Linked DNA regions of Anas platyrhynchos: region 1 is linked to region 2. A link is a contact called in public Hi-C data. All regions are on one chromosome and are shown on one strand. The core of a region is the stretch at or near the end of the contact, and the rest is flanking DNA. Distances in the headings are between cores, read along the strand shown. Region 1 overlaps LOC101804044. Region 2 holds the start of SCN3B (sodium voltage-gated channel beta subunit 3).

Region 1 (5,506 bases), core at 1,695-4,194, 84 kb before region 2:
ATCTAACATCTTTTTGGTTTTAGTATTATGCTTAACCCTAATGCTGAATCTTTGCTTTCTTGCAGGATTGTGTTATGCTGGCTATTTCTGTGATGCTGGATCTACGCAGCCGGATCATAAGCAGTGCCCCCCTGGCTCCTACTGTCCTGAAGGCTCCGAATCCCCAGTCCCTTGCAGCCCCGGGCACTTCAACGCTGACAGTGGAAAATGGCACTCAAGAGACTGCCAGCTCTGCCCTGCTGGGTATTTCTGTAGTGGTGAGTGTCTGCTGGTGTACCTGAGACCTGGGGTTACACAACGTAAAGTGAGATGAGTTAAGTACCCACTACAAGTTTATCGTTTACAATATTTTCTTAGGTTAATGAAGGTTTCTGCAGGACGTGTACCAGGTATAAATGCCCTAAACCATTTCTCTTCCAACGTTTCTGTTGGGTTCTCTGCAGCAGTCTCAGGTTACCCAGACCTTCTTTGTTCCTTCTTTATACCTTCTTTGTTCCTTGGCTCAGACACCCTTTCTAGATGCCTTATATATAGTCATCCCCTCAGGGAAAGAAAATAACCAGGCAGGCAGGTCCTTGGTACTGGCTAGCAGCCAGGGGCTCTGCTCTGAGACAGCTGCTCCTTCTCAGAGGTTCTCCCAATCTGTCTGTGCAATATGTTTATTGGAGGTCACTCTGGTAGTTTAAGTTCACCTGCCCCTTCCATGAGGCAAAGAGGCTTTTCCTTTTTCAGGTAGGAAACAGAAGCGATAGAGAGGAAATGGCTTGACCGAGCTTACACAAGTTTATAGCAGAGCTGGAACCACAACTGAGATTTGCAAAATTAAGATTGAGCATTTTAACTGGAAGCCCATGTTTCCTGCAGGCATATAATTTCCTGCAGGCATATAAATCAGAATTGACTTTCCTGTCTGCTAAGATGTTCTTTGTCTGAGGCTGAACTTCAGAGAATTCTTGCTTTCTGATGCCTGTTAAGGGTGTATGCTGAAGGAGCTTGTTCTCTCAAGAGATGAAGGTTTCCTGTTGTCTTCGATCAGTAAAGGATGGTTAAAGACTTTGCTTTTCTGGTTGTAGGACTGGGAAAAATCACTTCCAAACAACCGTGTTCTGTGGGCTGATACTGTCCACCTGGCTATTAATCCCATTCCCTACTGCTGCCTATGTGACTTTTATTGCCCCCCCACATCTGCCTTTCCTGTGCCATGCGGCAACAGGATCTACCAGTTACAGGAGAGAGGAAGGACTTGCACAAACTCTGCCTGTGAACAGCCTAACAAATGCGAGGGAGCTGTGTGTTGTGATAAAAAGGGATCCCATGTCACTAAGGGCCGAGTCTTTCTGTGAGACTTAGTGGGACAAAAAGGATTTTGAGTGCTGTAGCTTCCTTACTTCTGTTAAGGTTCTGCTAAGTGTTACGTGGATTGGACTGGGCAGGCAGATGCATCAGATTCTGCCAAGGACGGAAGCCAAAACAGATTTCTAAGACTCTGAGGCTGTCGTTGAAAGAGTAAGCTGAAGCCAAATCCTTCTCTCTGCGGGGAGAGAAACTCAGTGCCCAGGAAAATACAATGAAGCTATTCCTGTCTGGCAGCTCAAGCATGCAACAAGGAACACAAGAAATATAACTGCATGGGCATGGTTCTACCCCCTGGATGGGATTACTCTAATAAAACTTAAGACCGCTCCTTTGTAGACATCTGAATCTGAGCTAGATTTTTGTCCTCCCTCTGTAGTCAGTGGAAAGAAAGAGGCACATCTGGGGTGCAATTCATCCTTCTTATTTTAGATGTCTGCCTTAGGGTGAGATGAATCGCACTTGAAGCGCAGTTCCTCTGTAAGTGCTGTTTCTCTCCAATTACCGCAACAGGAATCTGAACAACTGCATCAGAATACACATGATGAATCCCATGTCCTGTACTAAGATAGGAGGAGGAAGACTGAATATGTTGATAGAGAATGACATTGCCTGTCATGTCTAGTAATATTTCCTGAGCAAGATGCTCTCCTTTGTGTCGTAGGTTCTGGAGCACATACTCCTGAGCTGTGCCCTGCTGGGTACTTCTGTCTGCCAGGTACCAACTTCAGTGCACAGCATCCGTGTCCGAAGGGAACTTTTGGCCCCAGGGCTGGTGCCACTAGCAGCTCTGACTGTGAGCCCTGCCCAGCAGGTAAGCAGGGACGTGGCAAGAGAAACTCAGGGGAATACATGGAATAGTTCAGGAAATTGTGTCTTCTCCCTTCATGTTACTGACTCCTCCACCAGTCTTCTGTGCAGGCCATCTCATGGAGATTGCTTTTCTGTTCATTTTAGGCATGTATTGCTCAGCACCAGGTCTGTCCCAGCCTTCTGGATTTTGCTACTCAGGTTATCACTGTGCCAGCGGAGCCACCAGCCCAGCGCCCTTCAAACACAGGGTGAGTGAGTGCTGGGCAGCAGCACAGTAAGCCTAGCTTCCTGGGGACAAGGACTGGACTGTCACAATCTTATAGCTTCTAGTGTAATGTTTTCCAAGTATTACTGCTCTCTATAGAGTTACTCTTGCCTGCTACTGCTGCCCTTGAGAGCTCCCCAGGTCGCCTAATGTTCTGCTCTTATCATCTGCTGGAACATGGAGCTGCCTGCTAACAACTTCTGGCCAGATCTCCATTTCTGTAGATTGTACTGCAGTGTGCAAAGGTCTCTTCCAAACGATGGCATCAGTGATCAGATAGCCATGGCTCAGCAGCCAACACTTCCAGTGACCTTTTTATGCCAGCTGTGTCTTCATGAAGTTTCAGTGGCAGAAATCTTGCAAGACTCAGCTCATACATAACCTTTCCAGAACCTATCTCTGTAGTATTTGGTGCCAATTTTAGTTTCAATAATATTTTTCCTTTCTTTCTCTGTTTTCTCTTTTTTTTCTTACACAGGTAGAATCTGCTGGCCTAAGTGTGCCTGGTAATGACATCTGTCCTGTCGGGCATTTCTGCCCCAGTGGTACAGGGTATCCCCTGCCCTGTCCTCCTGGATCCTTCTCTGCTGTCCCAGGCCTGGAGGCAGAAGAGCAGTGCCAGCCCTGCCCAGCAGGACGGTATTGCAGTGGGGCAGGATTGTTTGATCTGGCTCAGACGTCGCTGTGTAATGCAGGGTGCGGTGAGAAAGTCACTTGTTAGTGGGAAAATGCAGCTGATGGCATTACTGTAGGATAAAGCAGTCTCTTGTGTGCAAATATTTATACTCAAGATTAATTAACTGCAAAGACTTTGTTTTTAACCCTCCAGGTTGGCCATACAGCATCTGCTTGTGATCTCACTGAATGGCCTCAAAGCTATTCCTTCTCCCTCTACGTTTGCCTCACATTCTGTCCCAGCCTTATACATGGTCTTTTACTGTTTTTCCCATAGGTTCAGTTTATTACAAACCCATTATTTAGCCTCAAAATTACACTTGGTGAGCATTTGAGCTGGGCATCCTTTTCCCTGTTCTGTGTTTTATCTCCTTTCCCACGAGGTGGTGCAATAACCACTGGCAAGCCAGCAGTCCTGGCCTGCGTAAGGCAAGCAGAAAAGTGCTGTTAGCATTTGTCCATCTCACCAGTACGCCTTGGAGCAGGAGGCTGCAGAAGCTCGGTTCATTTAATCTGCGAAAGAGCAGCTTAGAAGTGATTTCAGCGTGGTGTAACAGGATTTAGTAGGGAAAGATTTGTGATAGCAGACAGCCCTTCGATCTACTAGAGAAAATCATAACGCAGTTTTAATCTGGCTAGAAGCTGAAACTAAACTCAGATTAGAAGTAACTTCCTAAAGTTAAAGGGCTACATTTGGAAGAACTGAAATAATAGTCACAGGACCAAACTTCCTGGGAAAAAGAGGTGTTTACCACATCCTGGTTAAATGTTAAACCTTCATAGGAATTCCTTTAACTTCAGGAAGAAGTGGGTCTTGCTTGTGGGGAAACAGATGACAGGCAGCTCTGCTGTTCTGCTTAACGCTGTTCCTTTTACACTCAGTCATTGTCTTAAGGGCTAGGAATTGTTTCTTCTTTAGAAACTGCATCTGCAGCATACAGTAGGACCATGGCTCTCATTTTCTTGTAGCTTAGCTTCTGGAAGCCATAATATTTTTTAAATATTTCCTCATCTTTACTTATTGTGAGTATGTGGCAGAGGAGTGGTAAAGGGAAGAGTCAATGCAGAAATAGATGACATCAAGGCAGAGACCTACAAGAAGATCAAAGATAAAAGGAGACAAAGGAAAAACAGTGCGAACTGAATACTTGGGCCCTGTGTTTTGAAATAAAATAGAAACCTTAATTGTTAAAGTCTTTTTCTTCCAGAATGAGAAGACTTTCCAGACAGCTTAGAAAGAAAACCAAAACCAACCAACCAAACAAAACCTTTTTACTAGGCTTTTCAGGTGGGCAGTAAATTACAGCTGCAGGGTTGGGGTAGGGGAGGAACAGTTGTTAGCCAAACTGAAATAAAATGTATTTTTAAAGGGATGTTTCTTAGCATTGCAGACCCTTGGATTTTGGTTAGTGCCTCCCACAGCTGTGATCTATGAGCAGGGCTGTGAGCCTGGTGTTTCAGGACTGAATTCTCTCCTTGTAGGTACGTTTGCCTGGAAGGAAGCTCTGCTCCCTGCCCTTCGGATGGGGTTCATGGATACAGATGTCCCAGTGGCTTCTACTGTCCTGCTGGCACTGGGGTAGAGCTGCCCTGTGAGCCTGGCTCGTTCAGCCCTATGCCTGGGGCGAGTGTCTGCCTCCCCTGCCCAGCTGGGATGGCCTGCAGCAGTGCTGCCACCGTGGAGCCACTCAGCTGCCCCAGAGGTAAGCAGCACACGAGTGCAGCAAAACCCTTCTCATGCAATCAGAACAATCACACACACCTCTTTCTGCCTGCCCATAGCAGTGGTTCACCCCAGGGAATGCCATATTTGCCAATAACCAGAGCAAGGTCAGCATTCCCACTTGCTCCTTTCTTTTCTGAGCAGTTTTCATTCACCTCTCCATGCACAGGTTACTATTGTCCAGCGGGGACTGCTGCTCCCCTGCCCTGCCCCGAGGGGACACTGAACGCCTTGGAGGGGGCCCTGGCCCTCGCTGCCTGTAAGCTGTGTCCTGTGGGGAGGTACTGCAGAGGAGATGCTAACTGGGAACCTGATGGTGAGTCTGATTAATAGCACCAGGGGGGTCACAGATTCAGGGCTGAAGGAATCCAGGGAAGTAGAAATCATATCTCAGAGAATAGAGGTAGTAGTGGAGGGTGCTCTCATATCCTGCCTGTTCCTATCAGGCATTTCTCTGTTTCATTCTTTTAATTGAGCATTTGTTCTGGGTGTTCGGTCTCCTCCTGCATTACTTTCCTTACTGTCCCTCAGTTTTTCTCTGCTTTCCCTCTTTCCTTGTTTGTAATGTTTTTACAGGTCTCCCTTCTGTCCTAAATACCACTCCTCCCTCCCCCACCACTTTCTTGTTTGTTGTCACTGGGCCAAAATGCAAAGGTGGGACACACGAAGAGAAGAAA
Region 2 (5,122 bases), core at 1,363-3,862:
TCGGGGAGCAGCAGTGAGCAAGTGTGAAGGGAGATCCCTCGCTTTTTGTGCTCCTTCCCCCAGCACTTGTTGTGCATCGGGAGCTTGCACTGCTGCTCTTGGCTCACTGCACAGAGGCTGGGACGGCTGACTGGGAGCGAGTGATGCCGGGGTGGGTCTGTGTTGGCTCCTGCCAGACAGGAGAGGCTGTGCAAGGAACGAGCTTTGCTGATGTGTAGCTGCACGGCGAAGAGATGTGCACTGACGGGAGCTGATGTGACTGCGGTGGGAGAGGGAGCTGCCGTGATGGCTGTCACACGGAGCCCAGAGATGCAGGTTTTGTGTTCCCACTCCTGTAGCCTGGCTCGGAGACCATAAGAGTGAAGGATTAGTGGGGGCAGGGGTGCTGAATTTATTTTTATCTCCTCGTCTTGTTGTGCCTGTGCAAAAGTGCCAGCCTTTTTTTTCCTTTTTTTTTTTCTTTTTTTTTTTTTTTTGCCTGTGAAGCATTAACTGGGTGGGTTGCCATAGCAACTCCTGCACGGTGAGTTGGGCTGCCTCTTGCAGAGAGATTTCTCCCTCACCGTTCAGTCCCCTTCAGCATTTCCCCTGCAGCAGCAAAATGGCTGAGGGCTTTGTGGTGCTGAGGACCCTGCACCCTGTCCCCAACCTGCCCTCTGGAAGCATCAGGGCAGGAAGGAGAAGCTGCGCATCCCTGGCTTGGGTGGGTTGTGGAGGATCCGTGCTCTCCACCCCTTTCACAGCACGGAAAATTCAAAGAGGCTTGCAGTACGACATCCCATGTATTTGCAGGTTTTTCTGAGGAGGTCTGGGCAGTGTTTCTTGTCTGCTCAAGACAGGCACGTGGAGATGTTGGAGCGGTTCCCAGCTAAGCCCAGATCGCAGTAAGAGTGAAAGTATCTTATCCTTTCATTCTCAAAACATGCAGTATGGCTGAAAAAAAAGTCCAAGGAACACGTTCTAGCAGTTTAATAAACTGGACTGACTAAAAGCATTTATTTTGAATTACCTTTGGTTTTGTCTGTAGTATACTAAGCACGCTTTAGGTGAAGGAATAAAGTTCACAGCCAGGTGAGAGAGGGTGTGGTCTCCATGTACGTCTCTAGCCTATGACTTTTTGTGTTACAATCCACCCAAATCCAAACCCAGTTTCACCAGATTTTCATCTCTGGGTACAGTTTGTCTCCTTTAAATAGGAATTAGAGCTCCAGTCTCACCAGGATGGGTAGTGCGCAGTGCTTGAGGTCTGTACACGAGTGATTCTGAGGGACAAACTCATTAAGGATATTCGTTTGTTACTGTAATTTAAATTGGTTGACAGATGAGTTCTGGAGTCCCTGGGGTTAGAGGAGGAAAGGCTTCTGTTTCTTGCTGGTGCCCTGAGGCACCTGAGAGCAGGGCTGTGCTAAGAAAGGAGAAAAAATGATGAAGGGTCAGTTAATGGCTGCTGACCAAATGACAGAGCCGCTGCCTCCTCGTAAGCCTGCAGTTCCAGCCCCTATTGTCCCTGGCAGGATTCTCCATGACAGATGTAACTAGAGCAGCCGTAGCACACGCAGTACAACTCTGCTGATCCGTGCCCTGTGCTTGCTGGCAGTGCACCTGGCTTCCTGAGAACAGATGTGATTTCCACCCCGCTTCATGAAACAGGTGGTTGTCAAATGAGATAGCCACGGACATTGTTCAGTAGTTCCTGTGTCTATAAAAAACCCCTCCATCGGCACTCATCCGCCACGCACAGGCTGGATTGTTCCAGAAAAATTAGGAGCAAATCCCATGGCTTTGTCTGCCCTTCCTTTTGTTGAGCTGTGAACACAGCACGGGGCGACAGGAGAAAACAACCGGTCAGTTGCTGCTGTAATACTTCAGGGCTGCAAAGGTTTCACTGCTCCCAGCCAGCTGTGGTTTGGAACCAGGCAGAGCACAACGTGTCCAGGGGGTAATAACGGAGCAGAGCAAGGAGCTGGAAAGATGTCCTTAGCTAGGAATTCCCTGGACTTGTTGCATGGCTCTTCGTGCACCTGATGTTCTCTTCCTGTGCATTTGTGGTTTGGTGCCTGGGAGATGCGGGTGCCTCTTGGACCCTGGCGTGCCTCGTGTCACTCTGCCAAAGCAGAAATGCAGCATGCAAGGGAGTTGCAGGAGGGGTTAGCGGGTGCTGTGGAGGCAGTTGCCATGAACCTGATGAGATGATGTCTAGGAAAAGCATTCGCTGTCTTTGTTCTGTGCCTGCTTCGCTTATGCAGCACAGGGACCAGATTGCACGCGTGTGCCCTCAGCACCGAGCCCCCAGCACCAGGCAGGTCTGGACCTCAGTAGTGTTGTGCCCTACTGAGAGTAAACGTCCGGCTGACGGGCTCGGAGCTGGGGCTCTCTGCTGCCTGCAGTTTTTTCTGTTCGGGTGAGTCTGACCGTCTGCACGCTGCCCGTGTCCAGCACTTGCTTCTGGCTTTTGGCACTGGAAGTTGCTCACATGTCGTCTGATGGGATGGGTTAGGTTTAATTCAATAGACTGTGCTGTTTATTGAGCTGCCGTCGGAGCAGACGCTTTAAAAAGAGGGAGCACGTTTAACAAGCACTTCATTTCTCCCTCTCAGTCCACGGTGACCTTCAAAGTTGGAGAAGCCCTTCTGGGCGCGGTGGCTCCAGGCCAAGAAGAGAAAGCCCAGCCTGCCGCTGGCATCGACCCCCAGGGAACCAGACTGGAACATGAGGAGAGAGGATTTCCCAGTATTTCCAACTGCGACCTTCAGAGCCGTACAAACGTTAATATTAACCTCATTAGAGGCGGAGGCCTTTGGGTGACCTCGCACGGGTAACTCCCCCCCTCCTCCCTCTCTCCCTCCCTCCATCCGGATTTATTTCGGAGGCCGGATAAGTGATGCTATAGGTCGCTAACATCCTCCCTCCGGCTCTACCCAAGCCGCGCATGCTTGCCGAGAGCCGGGCCCCCCGCCCGGGCTAGGCAGGGCTCGGCACAAGCCTTTTTTTCCAGCCAGGGGAGGCTGCGGGGGTGGCCGGAGGGCGCAGCGGCCACCTGCTGCTGGCTCCTGCCCCGGCCCTGTCCGTGGTGCTGCCGCCGGGCCGTGGGTCCCACCCCGCGGGGAAAGCGCCACCCGAGGAGCCGGGAGCGCTCAGCAGCATCCTCCCACCCTGAGCTCTCTCCTCCAGGCTCGCCACAGGCATCCTGTTGCACCGGGGACGAGGCGGCGAGAGGAGCCCGGTTTTCCTGCCAGAGCCTGGGATCTACTGGGAGCTGCTGGGATCTACTGGGAGCTGCTGGGAGCCGCTCCTCGCTCCCGACAATGGCTGCGCTGCCTCGGCTGCTGTGGGTGTCCTCGGCCGTGCTGGTGGTCTGGGGTAGGTGCTCCTTTCCTTGTCATCCTCGGGTTCGCCTCCAAATCCTCTGCTTCTTTCCCGGAGGATGCTCCTTTTCCCAGCAGGGTTTCTCTGAGGCTGCCGCGGAGCCCAGCCTTCAGAGTGGATTTTAGTTTTGTTTACAAGAGGAGAAGGAAATAACGTTTAGAGAGTTACTATGGACGTAATGGAGTTAATGTGAACAAAGAAAATGCGTTCTCGCTAAGTGGGCTTACTGCAGAAAACGTGTGCTTTATATGCATGCAAGTTCCTTACTGTTTCCCGTTTGCTTTTGTTCTCAAATTTGCAATGTAATTTAACATGTAGTTTCCTTAGAGAGGTTGTGCAAACCAAAATGCGGTGCGTTAGTGCTAGTTGGCCATGCAGGCTGTGTAAACTGGAGGAAACGTGTAGCTTTTATTGCAGTTCCAGTTTTTCCTCTGAAACCCAGCAAAGGTTTGCTGGTTTTGCAAATACAGCTAAATGTAATCTGCACGTATACCTACAGCTCTGTGTACGTGTGTGTGGATGTGGGTGTACATATTTAATTGAAATGGAATAAAGCATGAGCCAGTTTTTTTTTTTTTTTTTCCTTTCTCCTGGAAAGCTGTTGCTACCCACGGAGCTGGTAGTATGGGAGAAGTGGAATCCGGCTGTTCCCCAGGATAAGTCCCGGGATAATTCAGTGCTCAGGAGTGTGGGGGTTAATGGGATCTCAGAGGCTGGGGAGGAAGGGAGCAGCTAGCAAAATCAGCATCTTCACTCATCTATACTCTAGGCTTTGGAGACAGGTTTGGACAGACGTAACCCAGCATTGTTTAGCCCAGGGGACAAATGTCAGCAGGGATTTAGTCTGAGATGCTGTTCTGAAGCATTCGTTTTCACATCAAGTACTCGGCTTCACAGATTGTGATTTTTGTCTTGGTTGGGAGAGCAGTATTTTCTAGTTGCCAGTGTTAGCAGAAATCTGATTGGAAACATTTTGAACAAGAATGCATATAAAATCAATAACTCCCCCAGCTGCCAGATGTACTCGAGTCCAACCCCCTTGGTTCCTTGGACTGCTTATGAAACCTAGAAACAGGAAGCGAAATGAGAATCTTACCCCTTTGTTTTGAATACATTGCCAGATTAAAACATCCAGACCTTTTAAATTAGCACAAAGAAGAGCGAGCTGTTCCTCCATGCTTGAATTCTGGGCTTTCTCTCATACCAGACACTGTAATTGCTGCTGAAACAGGAGCATGCTCAGCATGTGCGAGAGAGAATGAACAGTGCCTCTAAAGCAGCATTAATTACTAGGGGGAAAATTAAAGTTGTGGCGAGGCAGATGCTGGAGAGGTGAATCTGCATGAAGTGATCACCCTCTGTTAATTATTATGAATTATTTATGCCTCTGAGAAGGAAGCTTCGTAAAATTTGACATTTGAGACTTAGTTGTTGTCAGAGGGTGCTAGTATTGAATCAAAAGGTTTTTCACTGGGGGATGATGGGGTCGTAAGTGCTGAGAATTGGGTAACTGATACCTCTCTTTTTCTCTCTTACATTTCTTCTCACTTCTCCTCCTAGCTGGTTTCTGTTCTGCAGTATGTGTTGAAGTTCCATCAGAGACAGAGGCTGTCCAAGGAACACACATGAAGCTACTCTGCATCTCCTGCATGAAAAGGGAAGAGGTCACAGCCAGCACCATGGTGGAATGGTTCTACAGGCCGGAGGGTGGAAAAGATGAACCCGTATGTATGTTTGGTAGCTGAGCCCTTGCTTT

What was found. A called contact is a pair of places that touch in the nucleus more often than the background predicts.
Region 1: a contact with region 2 is called in a Hi-C map of F1 follicle, with 2.2 times the contacts expected there. The contact joins the enhancer-like site here to the promoter of SCN3B in region 2. A contact is called at or near these places in 4 of 8 Hi-C or Micro-C datasets (F1 follicle, liver, skeletal muscle and 1 more).

Annotation. Positions count from the first base shown.
Region 1 is chr25:7,905,924-7,911,429 of IASCAAS_PekinDuck_T2T, reverse strand. It overlaps LOC101804044, which reads left to right. Exons shown (of 63, transcript XM_072027710.1): 27 at 66-257; 28 at 2,018-2,167; 29 at 2,311-2,414; 30 at 2,910-3,127; 31 at 4,589-4,809; 32 at 4,999-5,145. Among named protein-coding and RNA genes, the nearest start is that of C2CD2L, 34 kb to the left of the region's middle. Within about 2 kb of position 2,944, at least 1 of the 8 cell types and tissues checked has an H3K27ac peak or open chromatin away from gene starts, as enhancers often do.
Region 2 is chr25:7,821,741-7,826,862 of IASCAAS_PekinDuck_T2T, reverse strand. It overlaps SCN3B (sodium voltage-gated channel beta subunit 3), which reads left to right and starts at 2,612. Exons shown (of 7, transcript XM_038167529.2): 1 at 2,612-2,815; 2 at 3,172-3,360; 3 at 4,927-5,090. The coding sequence starts at 3,306.